2 separate regions of the Cricetulus griseus genome follow, and region 2 is linked to region 1. A link is a contact called in public Micro-C data. All regions are on one chromosome and are shown on one strand. Each heading gives the region's core, a stretch centred on a gene start, on an enhancer-like site or on the middle of the called end of the contact. The rest is flanking DNA. Distances are from core to core; before and after follow the strand shown.

Region 1 (6,864 bases), core at 1,307-3,806:
AGGACTTGCCTGGCCCCTTGCTCATCTCTACCCCATCATAGGGACTCCGGAGGACACAGAGTTTCTGCTCTCAGCTCTCCTGGCGTAATTTACTGTACCTCCTAATGGGGAAAATCAGTCAGGTGGTGTGAAATTTATTAAGCAATAGAATATATATGGTGATTCAATGTCCTCTTTTTTTTTTCTTTCCAAGTGTGCACAATGATCCAGTTTCTGAAAGTACTGCATGGAAATAATGGCTTTTAAAAGAATGGAGGTGAGGCATTTTACATGTGTAACCATAATTGTAAAGGTTTATTGATTTTTTGTCTTATATGTACAATACTTTTCTATCTTACTGAGATACACAGCCATTGATTGAGAGAAACTGTTTGCCTTTACCTCTCCCCTTTGACTATAAATATGAATAAATAAAAAGTATTGATAAACTTGTTATCCAACAGAAACCAACACGCACACACGCACGCGCGCACACACACACACACACACACACACACACACACACACACACACACACACAAGAAATCAGAAATCAGAAAGCTTGCTGTTTGGTCTGCTTTTGTGACTCACACTAATCAGATGAAACCATGCTCTGTGTTCATTTCACAAACTAAACACACCACATAGGAATCATCTCGGGCATCTCCCTGAAACCAAGTTTATTTAAGGTCCTTTGGCAGAGCTGGGGCTGGAGCAGCCAAGAACTTGGATGCTCAGTTCGTGCAATTTGACACTTCATGGTTTTTCCTTGGCTGAGAAATTTAGCAAGCAGAAATCAAAGAGAAATTCAGTGACCTGAGCTCAAGTGGTGCACTGGACCTTGGGTCTGTGGAAGGGAGTGGGGGATGGGGAGGTGGACAGGACCTTGGATCTGTGGGAGGGAATGGGGGGATGGGGGGATGGACAGGACCTTGGATCTGTGGGAGGGAATGGGGGGATGGGGGGATGGACAGGACCTTGGGTCTGTGGGAGGGAATGGGGGGATGGGGGGATGGACAGGACCTTGGATCTGTGGGAGGGAATGGGGGGATGGGGGGATGGACAGGACCTTGGGTCTGTGGGAGGGAATGGGGGGATGGGGAGATGGACAGGACCTTAGGTCTGTGGGAGGGAGTGGCGGGATGGGGAGTTGGACAGGACTGCTGATGACTGCAGTGTGGAAGAAACATCAAGTAACAAATGCATCCTCTGCTGGAAGAGGAGGACTTGTTCTTACAGTGCAGACAGGCCCTTTGAAAAGTGGGTGGGCAGGCGCTCCAGCTTGCCTGAGGCTTCAGCTCCCAAGAAGCTGGATCCCCTGGTTGTGCAAGGCAGATTCTAAAGGGAGCTGAATCAACCTTGTGGAATTAACTTCTTGAGACTTGTCGGGTTGACATAGTTACATGACTTGAGAAGAGTTCCTTACCTGCTCTTAGCTCCATTTTTCTCTTCTCTAAAATTGAGATAATATTACTGAGTGCTAAGGGCAGTACTTGCCATTTCACACTTTCTTATCTAAGGCTAAGCCCAAAGGTAGTCTAGCTGTTGAGTTGTGGACCTGTTTTCTGATTTTTTTTTTCTTATTAGACAATGTTTCACTATATTACTGTGACTGGCCTGGAACTCAGAGTGAATACCTGCCTCTGTCTCCAAAGTGCTGGGATTGTGAGCCATCGTGTCTGACCCAGTTTATGACCTCCCCACCCTCAGTTCTCTTATGTAACCTAGAAATTTGTCACCTCTCAGGGCTGGAATAAAACCTGCCTGGGACAATGTATGAAATCTATTACAAAAATGACTGACTGGACTCCAGTGGTCAGGAAGAACGCTTGCTGCACAAACAGAATGAGCATATGGATCTGTGGGATCCACATAAAAAGGAAGGAGGGGTGACATCCTAGCCATGGTGAGATGGGAGGCAGCAAGAGGCAGAGATCCCAGCTGCCTAATTTACTGGGTAACAAGAGAGATCTTTTCAAAAACAAAATTAGGAAATACATGAAGAATAACACAGGAAATATTTTTATGACTTTCACAAGCACATGAACATAGGTATAAATGCACTTGCACAGAGAATATGCACACACAAACACACACACACACACACACACACACACACACACACACACCACCACCACCACCACCAACAACAACAATAAAAAGAATGATTGATCACAATAAGAATCTACGGATGATGCCTACAGATAGTTGTCTTGTACCCCTGAAATAACATGTAGACTTGGTTGCTAATAAGAGGGGTGTAGTACTAGGCTAGGGCTTTGGGCTTAAGTGCTTTACCGATTAGCTCAGCTCAACCACAAGTCTACTAAGAACTCATGTTGTCAAAGCCCAGCCCACCTGCTGTCTTTGTCTCCTTTCCCATACACCTGGCCTTGGCTAGTCTCTTTGATCTTGGTGCATGGCACAGTCTTAGTTCTCACTGTCTGGTTCCCAGACCAATCCCCATTTCAGAGAGGAAGTTTCAAAGCAGACTCAGCTTCTCCATCCTTCGAGGCAGGATATTGAGTCACTCTTCCTGTTACTGTTAACTCAGGACAAAGAGTTCCAACACTAACCACAGAGGCCTGTCTTATTCACAAGGAATCCCCCAAGGTGGCCTCATGAAGAAGATGAGCCTGCTGACACTGGCCACTGCATCTGCTGGCCACTCCCTCAGCCTCTGTTTTCTGGTCTTTTGTGTTCGGCAGTTTGGAAAAAAAAAGGGCACTGCTTGCTATGAATAGTGAGGTCACTGGTGATCAGACCTTTGAATACAGCCCCTCCAATATTTATTACATCTCTCATGGCATGTTGTAGTACCTTACCTTTAAGTTGTGGAGGGAAATTTAGAACTCTGCCATAATGTGCCCCAGGTCTCACAAACATTTACATTGATAACCCTCATCTTTGCCATTGTTACTCACTTATATGTCTGAATCAACTACAATCAGTGTTCTCTATGCCAGCACAGTTTCAGACAGTGAGAGAGAAGTAGAAACAGGAGAAATTGCTCTCTCCTTTTCATGGGGTGACATAGACATTATACTTCTTACCTTTGTTCTTACAACATGGCCAGAACTTAAAATATGTCTACATTTGGCCACAAAAAAGGCTGGGTCAGCGGTGTTCCTAAAAATATCTAGGATTCTGTTACTGTAGAAGACTAAAATAGAAATGGGGGATTAGCACTTTTTACCACAGTGCTTCATGATGCTTTCATGAATATTAATTACATTAAAGAATGTGTGAGTTTGGGCTAGGAAGATGACTTAGTGGATTAAGAGTGTTCAGTTTCCAGCACTCAGTTCAGGTTGCTTACACCTAGCTGTGACTCTGATGCCCTCTTCTGAATTCAGAGGGTAGGTGCACACACACACACACACACACACACACACACACACAGAGAGAGAGAGAGAGAGAGAGAGAGAGAGAGGGAAGGAGAGGGAGAGAGAGAGAGAGAGAGAGAGAGAGAGAGAGAGAGAGAGAGAGGCACACATGCATACATGGATAAATAAAAACAAAATACTTTTTAAAACTAAGAGTTTTTGTGAATATCATAAATGAATTCTGAGCTGATGTATCTTAAGGAAACCCTTGTACCACCCAGGTCTGGGTATTTTACCAACTCATGGAAGTGCTTTGTACACAGAAGCAAGCACAGCAGACACACAGAGGCTCTCAGGTACACCAGGCTCCACTCTAGCTAAGCCTTTGGTTTGTGCTGCTGAAGAAATCACAGAATGATCTCAGAAATTATGAACTTGACAGGTTTGACCACTAGCTGTTCTGTAATTTCATTTTATCTTCATGTTTTTCACCTTTGTAAGACTGAAGCTAGGGAACAATAACAACAAAATCCTCATTTACTGTGGGCCTCCTCTCAGTGCGGCAACCAAAGTAGGCCACAGATTACACTCATAGCAAAGGGCCTTGGATTGGAGGATTGTGTCTGTCAGGTATTACACTAATCTGCTTTGACAAAGCCAAATTTTATGTCCAATCTTCACTTTTCACATCTGCAGAGCTAACAGGAAGGAGGAGACAGTCTCCAAATCCCACTGACACAGCAGCAGCTCTCTCTCTCACTCTTGTTTGTTCATAGGCACTGCTTACAAGTCAGGGTGGGAAGCTGGGATCCCTTTTGGGGGTTTGAATAATCTTCTGTGGATTGCACAGCAGCCAGCCCCAGCCTGGCACTCTTGCTTTAACTGAGGTCCAGGCATAACAGGTCCACCCTGCTGCCTTAGACCAGGCACACTGAAGAGGGCTCCTGGGTGTTTACACAGGACCAGGGAGCTTGGGACTGGCTCAACCTAGGCTTGGCTCCTCACTTCTCTGAGAACTGGAATTCCCCAGAATTTCCCCCAAATTAAAAGAACCAACAAACTGTATTACAAAAACAAACAGGATTTGTTTTTTCTTTTAACAAGTAAAAACTAATTTATGCTAAAGCTTTGTTGCCTTGAGTCAAGCCAACCGCGTGATCTCCTGCCAATGCTTTTCTGTGTTAACATCTCAAGTTCGTCAGGATTAAACCCTCCTGGAAAAAGTATATGGTTTTCAAGCCACTAATTGGCCTAAAATGCTCCTCTGTTTTATATAAATACATGAGATAGTACTAAAGATAGAGTTGCATTTGTTAGCCTGAAGGTTCAGCTTCCATGTGAGGTCATTTCTTTTTATGCCTCAACATTTATGTCTGCCTTTAGAGCGAAGGGGAAATGTTCCTTTTGAAAGTGTACACTATAATTTCACATAAATAAAGAGGCAGTTTTGATTTCTATTTCTGACTCTTAAAATATTTTCTAAGTAGTAAGACAGAAAATAAAAGCAGCTCCCAAACTACTCATTATTAGTATTGTATGCAATCATTATATACATTATATGTATTATAATCTTAATTTCAGATTATCTTAACATATAATAAGATAATCTGAAATTACACAAGGCTGTGACAATGACAGCAACAGTGATCCAGACTCATTCACTCATAGGTGGCAGAAAGGAGAACAGTGAATAGGTTTGGATTATATATTGCAAGTCTGTTTGCCACCCTTGGTGATACTCAGGTCTTCATTCACCTCGTAGAAGATTCTTCCCCCTGCTTCAGTGTATGTCCACGGCAGGCCTTTTCTTATCTCTAAATCCCTCACATTGTAATTCCTCAGGGACCGTTTCCCCCCTTCCCCCCACTTATTACTTACTTTTGCTGCTGTGATAATACCCTATGGCCAAGGAGCCTTATGTAAGAGAGTGTAATTGGGCTAACAGTTCCAGAGAGAAGACCTGGCATGCCAGCAGGAAGCAGGTTTGGTGGCTGGAGCAGAAAGCCAAGAGTTCACATCCAGAAATGCAAGTAGGCCAAGGCCTTCAACACTCAAAAGCCACCTCTGATGACACTCTCCCTCCAGCAAAGCCATCAGTCCTCAACCTCCCCAAATATTATCACCAATTAGGGACCAGGTATTCAAATGCTGGAGATTTTGAGGGACATTCCTATGCAAACCACCTTACCCTGAACATGAGGCATCATTCCAGCCTCCTGGGATGCATGTGTGTTCTTTTTGATCATGTTTTTATTCCACAGCTGCTAATCCACTGCTCAAAGCTATTAGCTGTGGCGGCTTCCACTCCATCTCCTTTCTTGACCTTTCAGAAATCCATGGACTATTTTCTCCTTCTAAATTCACTGTTGTCATCATTACATCCACCTTCTTGTTCCTTTAAAGCACGACCATTGTCAACTCCAAATTATTGTCATTTCCCCTCAAGTGATGTTGTAAATCTGCTGTCTATATTTCTTCAAGCATTACTTGCTCATCAGGTCTTTGAAACCTATGCTATAACTCTGAACCTTTTGCTGTGACTGATTTTCCCAAGTTTCACGATAATTGCTGGGTTTTCAAAGTCATTAATGCCAGACGTCTGCAGCATATGACACCAAAAGTACAGATTCTCGATGCCAGTCTATCACTAGTCTGAGCTGCCTGCCATCCCCTCAGTGCCTTGGCTTGGCAATGATTCTTCTATGCACTTCGGACATAGAGAAGGCCAATGATTTGCCAGGGACAGTGGTGACTTCAGTTGTGATGGCCTCTAGGAATAAAATGAATTCCACTTCAGCTTCCTCTACACCACGTGTCTGAACTTGAGTTTTTCCTGCATCTTGCCATTTTCTCTGCTCCCTCATAGACTGTGCTTTCTAATTCTGTCTTAAATACCATCTCTCTCAGTGCTCGATCTCTTGTGCTGATTCCCTGAACACTCACAACACAGCTGTCCCTTTTACACAATAGTCCCCAATTCAAAATGTTTTCATCAGTTATATCCTTGAAGGCTTAAACTCACACTTACTTCATTGGTTGGTACTCTAATGTTGTCTTGGGAAATGGAGATTGCAAGTCCTTGCTTGGTGTTATTAGATTGAGGCATTGCTTTCATCTTTAATGCTCCCTCCCCACTGCCATGTCCACTGGGACTGGTTCATCTTCCTTTCACAAAGGTTCTAGAAGATTTTCAGCTTTTGATTCTTGCTGTCTCAGCCCCAGAACAAGTTCTAATTTACTTCTGACCTGCATCAGTACTATTTCATGTTCCCTGAACTCAGTTGCTTTAACCTATGGCATATAACACCTATGGCTGTTGATATGTCTCCTCTATGTCTTCTGCCAATATCCAGTGACTCACAAGGAAAGGTCATGAAGGCCTCCACTTTGCTAACAGACACTTCTTACCACATCGGCTTTGTGTACCCACTGCACTGTTTACACAATAAGTAGCATTTCTGCTTTTATGTTCTTAGAACTCCTGATAGTATGAGCCTCCTACTTGGAAGGCCATGACCTTGGAGTTGGGCCCTCTAAATTCTCTTGGTCTTTTAAGTCT
Region 2 (6,864 bases), core at 1,966-4,465, 130 kb after region 1:
CTTTATACTCTTTGGTCATTATATTTGAGTCATGTTAGGCCATTGTCTCTCATCAATGTTTATTACTGGATTCTAATTGCCCAATCTTGAGATAGCATGTAGTTTATGAATGGAAGCCGACTATAGCTTACATGACTACTTGCCTTTAAGTATCTAACCTCATTTGAAGTGTTATGGTTTTTGGCTTAAGTTGTAAATTACTACAGATGTCTCTTCATATACTCTGTGCATGCAATTTAATTACTAGGAAATCTATAAAAGAAACCATTCATCTTACCCATGTGTTTTGAAGTTTTCTTGCTTAGATTTTGTTTAAGATAACACATGAAGTGATGATGGAGATTTATACTCTAATGCCCATGCTCAGAAAGACCCCTGACAAGTCTGCATCAGAATATATCACCATGTGGCTAAAGTACATCTGTAGTAACAACCCTTGGTGAATGCACATCTATAGTGACAACATGTACAAATAAGAGACTTTTCCAGAAATACATTCACTTCTTCTTTTTAAGGTGGACATTTGACTCCAAATGAAGAAGCCAACAGAAAAAAAAATTATCCCAATGTCATTGTTCATTTCTATAACTATGTAAGATATTACTGAATTTCCTTCACAAACCAAGCTTAGTGTAATTCTGGGAGTTCCTCAGAATATTTTAAAATAAAGCATCCTTACAATCATCTACTAAAGTGAGGAAGATGAATGCACTTATGAATGAAGATAACTCTAATATATGATCCTTGAATGCAAGGGAATGTGATAAACAGGAATAATGCTATGTCCTTGCTACCCATGCCTTATGCACTATACAAACATGGTTTAAAATACTGAGTTGTAAAGGTACTGAAGGAAGGGAAGCTAGATACAGGTTTTCTCAATTTCTGCCATCCAAAAAAATTCTGAATGTCTTTATATTTAATTACCACAACAGCCACCAAATTATACAAGTGAATATGTATCTAACGGCAACCACTTTGTCCCCTCCCCTTCCTTGATTTTAAGATAAGTTTTAAGAATTTTATTCATGATGTCTTATGTTTAATAGTTTCTGACATATAACTGATTAAACCATGAAAATAGAGATATAAAAGTTGATCAACCAACTATAAGGCAGGCCTCCACTCTATAGCTAGAGGGAAATCAGGACATAGTTTTGGGGTCTTTAACTGTATTTTAATTTTATAAAAATTGTTTGGAATAAATAAAGCAAAACACTAAAAATTATAAATCTTGATAGTAGACACCTGGATATAAATATTATTTTTGCCTTCAATTTTCTGTATAGTTTGAAATAGCTTAAAATTAGTATGAAGTTTGCTCTATATTTTTCTAGCCACAAAAAAACATTTGTATATAACTCCACCAGTGGAATTTTAAATCATGGTTCTGGTCAAAAGTCAGAGATGTTATTTTCCTTGGAATTCAAAAATACATTTAAAATAAAGTAAAATCCCCATTCTTTTAAAATGTGGTTTAATAGCTGTCTAACTTTCTCACGTGTGTTCTGTGATTGAGTGTTGAGCCATCTCATGTTACATGCATGCATTTCATCATTAGATTTTAGAGGCATAAGTGTAGTTGTTTCACTCAAACTATAAATACTTACCAAACATGATATAAACACATAAATACAGTTTATAAGATATCATTGTAAAAATATTTTCCAAATACTATTCTCTTCCGTCGTTTTCTCTCTCTTAGTTATGCTTTATAAAATAAAATCATCTTTTAAGAATGGGCAATATAAGAGTATACATTTTAGAATACACATGAGTACAAAGATTTAAAAAGAAATACCTATATAAAATATCTATGCTCCCTAGAAAGAGACATAGTTTGGGAAGAAGTGTCTATTTTAGATATTCTCGAAAATATTACAATACTAATATATTAAGGTGTTTTAGGTGCAAATTATACTTTAACAGCCTCAGTTATAGCTTAAAGAAGAGTCATATTCACTGCTTATTAATTACAAAGGAAGTGGCTCTAACTTTACAGAGCCTTGAAAAATGTACCCATCACAACCACCTTGCAGTGTTTGAATGTTCAACATAGTCTGTTCTTTCAGGTCTGGAAGTTTGCTCAGAGCACCCAATAATGGCCGAGCACTTGCACAAATGTTGCACCTGGAACAGGGAGAAGTGAAGGGGCAAAGGTCAAAACCAGGCCTTAATAAGCATTGACTAAACAGACTTTAGCATCAGTGAAAAGTCCAGACGCCCCCTGCAGAGTCATCTTCCATCTGATTTTCCTCTTTTCAACATGTGGTATAATCCATAAATACAACCAAATCACTGGCAGCTTAGCCTAGAGGAAACCCCCACCCATCCAACCCGCCTCCTCTTCAAAAGGATTTTAAACTTTAACCCTTTTGCATCCTCTTCTTAACTAAAGAATGTCACTGTTAGCTTCCATCCATAACTCTTTCCAGGACGAGAGGCACTCTAAGTGTTTCCTAAGACCGAGTACTGGTTGAGGGCTTTTCTCCTAAAACGTTTTCAATAAAATTCTGGTAAATGACTAATGGATCAAGACCATCAAACAACTACACAGTCAGCAAAACGTGTCTCTTTCATGAATATTTCCACTGTGGCAGACTTAAATGAAGACTTAAAACCTTAAAAGGAATTGTCTTTTTCTCACTTACTATCACAAAGAAGTTAAATTTACATATGAGTTTCTATATGTGCATATGAGTGCTGAAAATGTCCACATTTTGAGACTCTTCTAACTTCAGCTTAGGTGACACAGTTTGTACTCTCATAATTTTATTGGAATAATGTCACGCTTGTACACTTGTCTTCTGGTTCTTCTCTTTAACCTTTGTGGCTTTTTTTTTTTTTAACACATTCTTTTAAAACAGTGATTTTCCTCCAGGAAGCAAACTTACTCAAGAGGAACACAAGAATAAACTGGGCTTCCACCTTGAGCATATTAAATGAGAGAACGCTTCCACTTGGAGGTGGGCTCACTGCGGAAACTGGGAGTGACAGCCACAAAGGCAAATTTGGTGGCTTGTTATTTACGACACTGCAGACCTTCAGAATGCCAAAGACATCTGTGTGAGCCCCTATATTTATCCTCACATCTATCCAGATAGCCCCACTTCCTTTACAGTTAAGAATATAAAATTAGAAAACAACACAAGAGCGCACTAGTGTGTGCATGACTCATAAAACTCCCAAAGAAGGATGAGGCCAAAGCTCACTGAAAAGCGATGGCTGAGTTCACGTCAAACTGGATGGGAGGTGCTGACTGCTGTAGAGGAGAGTTTAAGCTGGGGAACTGTCCTAAGAAAGGAAAAACTGCAAATGGTGTCCAAGGAGAGCTGAGGGGGGCCTGAGTTTCCCATGGATCTCTATCTCAGAGTCATTCCCACAGTTTCACAGACAGGAAAAGGGGCTACAGTGAGGGCAGACATTTCACACAGCTGCAAAGATTCCATAACTGACTGTAATTTTTCCTGGATTTTTTTTTTTTACCTAAATGAAAATTAGGATTCATGGAGCAAAATAGAGCAAGAGTATCAACCACAAACCTATATAAGTTAAAAATACTGACACTCATTGTAATGAGATGTAAAGTTAACGTTGTATTAAATATTTGTAATCAAACTTGACACCACATAATCAAAACTTGCATAGTAGCCAATCATACCACAGAAAAGAAGAATATGTAGCCAATCATACTACAGAAAAGAAGAAAATGGAAGTAGTCTAGAGTCATCATCCTTATTTAAATGTACATTTTGATTATTTAGTAGGAATGAACCAAAATTTCAATAGCAATTTAATAATTCTGACGATCCAATTATCCATCATCTTATATATTCCAGCTACAATTCATGACTAAATAAACTCTGTGGTTCTGAAGGAGAGGATGAGATTTAGTTCTTCATGAATTAATACCTTAGATGCCACTTTACTGTCATTTTGTTGTTAGTACATAATTTTGATCTCTTAATACTTTATACATAATCACTTTGGGTAAATCACGACTATGAACTTACTTGGCTTTTCCTTTTTTTTTTTTTTTTTTTTTTTTTTTTTTTTTTTTTTTGGCTTTTCGAGACAAGGTTTCTCTGTGTGGCTTTACAGCCTGTCCTGGAACTCACTCTGTAGACCAGGCTGGCCTCGAACTCACAGAAATCTGAGTGCCTCTGCCTCCAGAGTACTGGGATTAAAGAAGGGTGGCACTACTGCCCAGCTTTGGCTTTTCCAATTCTAAATCATTAACAAAAAGGTAATTTGATAGGAGAACAGCAATCAAAGCAAATGCTTTAGGACACAATGCCAATAATAGAAAGATATCTATAAGATCTCAGAACTTTAATCTTCTCAAGGTTTGTAAAGATTGACTTCATACATTAGTGATTAGAGAACAACCTTCAGAATTATAAATTCCAGGATAGTCTACTTCAAATTTTGTATAGTTTTGACGCAAAAAAAAACCATTTTTTTTTTTAAATCTAACGAGTGTTTCCATTCCCAAGACATATTTTCAAACATGGCAGGAGTGTGGCCTGTAATAAAGCATTTCTTGTGGGACAGTTGGGATGCTTGTCTCAGACAGGTGACTCCCCCAAAACAGTGAGTATAATCATGAAACCAAGGACTGGTCTGCTGTAAGCCCTCCTCAGGATTTTTCAGTGAAATTGATAATTGGTCTTGATTTCTTAATTTCTACCTGTTTTTTAAATGTGCACCTTGACGTCAACTTTTTTTCTAAGCTTGTATGTCAAAACAATGTCAGGATATCACAGGTTTGCCATTCCAGAAATAGATTTTTAGATCTGAGTATTTTTAACTGAAAAAAATAAATATTAATGTAATAATTTGAATCAAGACTTTATCCAAAACAGGGCTTGAAATATATCTCAGTGGTAGAATGGGTGCTTAGCACATATTGGACTTTGGGTTCAAGCCTCAGCACCACCACACCCCTAGAAAGAACTTGCCAACGACAAAAAATGGATGCCTACCAAAATAGACATCCACCTTCAAAGAATATATAACTAACTGAACTATATATGTACATATATAATACAGAATTCACCACACTACGTTGAATACATATATACATATACATCTCATCCTCTATTTCTAATACATTTGCTAGTAAAGGTATGAATAAACTTCTAGGAAAATATTTTTCTTTATTTTTTCACATACACAATAAGTCAAAACTCTTGATGATTGATGGAAAATTGAAAATACATGCATATATTCTAATAATGATTCATATAAGTGATGAGAAAAATAAATATGGTATTTCATTCTTTCATCTCAGTTCAACTATCATTGCTAATATTTTAATGTACTTTTTAACCCAAGAAAACCAAGCTGTGTAAGTACATGATAACTTTCTGATTTTTTTAAGATGTAACGAGAGAGTTAGATCAATCAAATAATTCTCACTGAGGAATAGTATTGCAGCTCTCTTAATGTTAAAAATTGTAAGTATTTGCAGTTAGTTCAGATTGCCTAGTAAGGGTAAAATACAAAGACAGAACTGAGGCTCACAATGCCTCCACTGATTTCTGTCCTGGCCCTTCCTCTGCACATGGTCAATTAGAATTGAAAATCCTCTGCTGATTTCATTCGCTGGAATTTTTAAGCAGGTCAGGAAAGAAAGATGTTATTGAAAGGGAGAGTCTCATCTAAATAAGAAAGGAGCATGCGGCCATCTGGCCTCAGCTATACGTATAAGAAGTTGTTTCAGCTGAACTAAGGATTGGTATTTTAAAAGATGTGCCAAAAAATCAACCCCAAATCCGTGTATGGTTTAACAAAAATGGTCCTAAATGTTTTTTTAAACCTCCAAATATGCATTTGGTTCATTTCCTATCTGTGCTTCATGAACCCGTCTGACCCCAGTGTCTCACTGAGCCTGAGTGGGTTGCACGCAGAGGGTCAGTCAATCACTTTTCAAACTCTCTTCCTTCACGGGGCATCTAACAAAACAGTGGCTCTTTTGTAAGCTACAAAAATAACTTTGATAGTCTTCACTCAAATTAATTTTGAGTGTAGCATGCATCCAGATTGGAGGAATAAAATTTGCAGCATAAAGCCGCCAAACCAGCTTCCCTTCTTTGCTTATTGCAGCCAGAGTTTCCTGTGTGCTCTCTGAACAGCGCCTGGGCATCTGTGCACAATAATATCAGACCTTCAGCCTACAGGCTAAGCTGAAAAACACAATCTCTCTCTTCATGAAGAGAGATTATGACAGCTGAGTCTACTTTTAGAAATCATCCAAGTACTCAAAAACTGTTTGGTTTTGTAGTAATTTTTGTTCTGTTCATTCAGTTAGGACTGGAGTTTGGGGTTGATTTCCCCCCCCCACCGTGAAGTACCCATAATAATTATTTCATCAATAAACTCATTTGTTCAATATTTGAGCATGATTCTCACTTAGAAGAATCAGAGCTAGTTGTTGTTGTTATCCAAATTTCATTATATTAGAATATATCATAGTTTACAACATTTCAAACACTCACATAATATAATAACAAACACAAATTGAGGTCACAAGACTGTATTTTAATGTACATGTTAAATATAATGTGTACACTGTTCCTAACCCTGAGGATCATAGTCAACAAAATCTACAACAAGAAACTTGGAGGGAGAATCATCTCTATAAACCAAGAATTTTGATGCATCCCTGACATAAAATACCTCTGGTTATTTTCTGTTTGGGTACATCTATCTACTGTTCGCCCTGCCATTTCCAATAAATCATTACCATTGTGAAAGGAGAATAAACTATAGGAAATTGTTCTTTCTTCGCTATGCTCTGAAAAACCATTTGTTCTTGAATTGGTCTTACGTAGTCCAACTATTTCAATCAAGTCTATTATC

What was found. A called contact is a pair of places that touch in the nucleus more often than the background predicts.
Region 2: a Micro-C map of the CHO-K1 cell line shows a contact between it and region 1, with 2.5 times the contacts expected there. The contact joins two enhancer-like sites. A contact is called at or near these places in 2 of 8 Hi-C or Micro-C datasets (the CHO-K1 cell line and liver).

The regions. Positions count from the first base shown.
Region 1 is chr5:51,274,500-51,281,363 of CriGri-PICRH-1.0, forward strand. No RefSeq gene overlaps it. Among named protein-coding and RNA genes, the nearest start is that of Mir181b, 67 kb to the right of the region's middle. Within about 2 kb of position 2,557, at least 3 of the 6 cell types and tissues checked have open chromatin away from gene starts, as enhancers often do.
Region 2 is chr5:51,404,121-51,410,984 of CriGri-PICRH-1.0, forward strand. All of the region lies in intron 1 of LOC118238890 (a long non-coding RNA gene), which reads right to left. Among named protein-coding and RNA genes, the nearest start is that of Mir181a, 62 kb to the left of the region's middle. Within about 2 kb of position 3,216, at least 1 of the 6 cell types and tissues checked has open chromatin away from gene starts, as enhancers often do.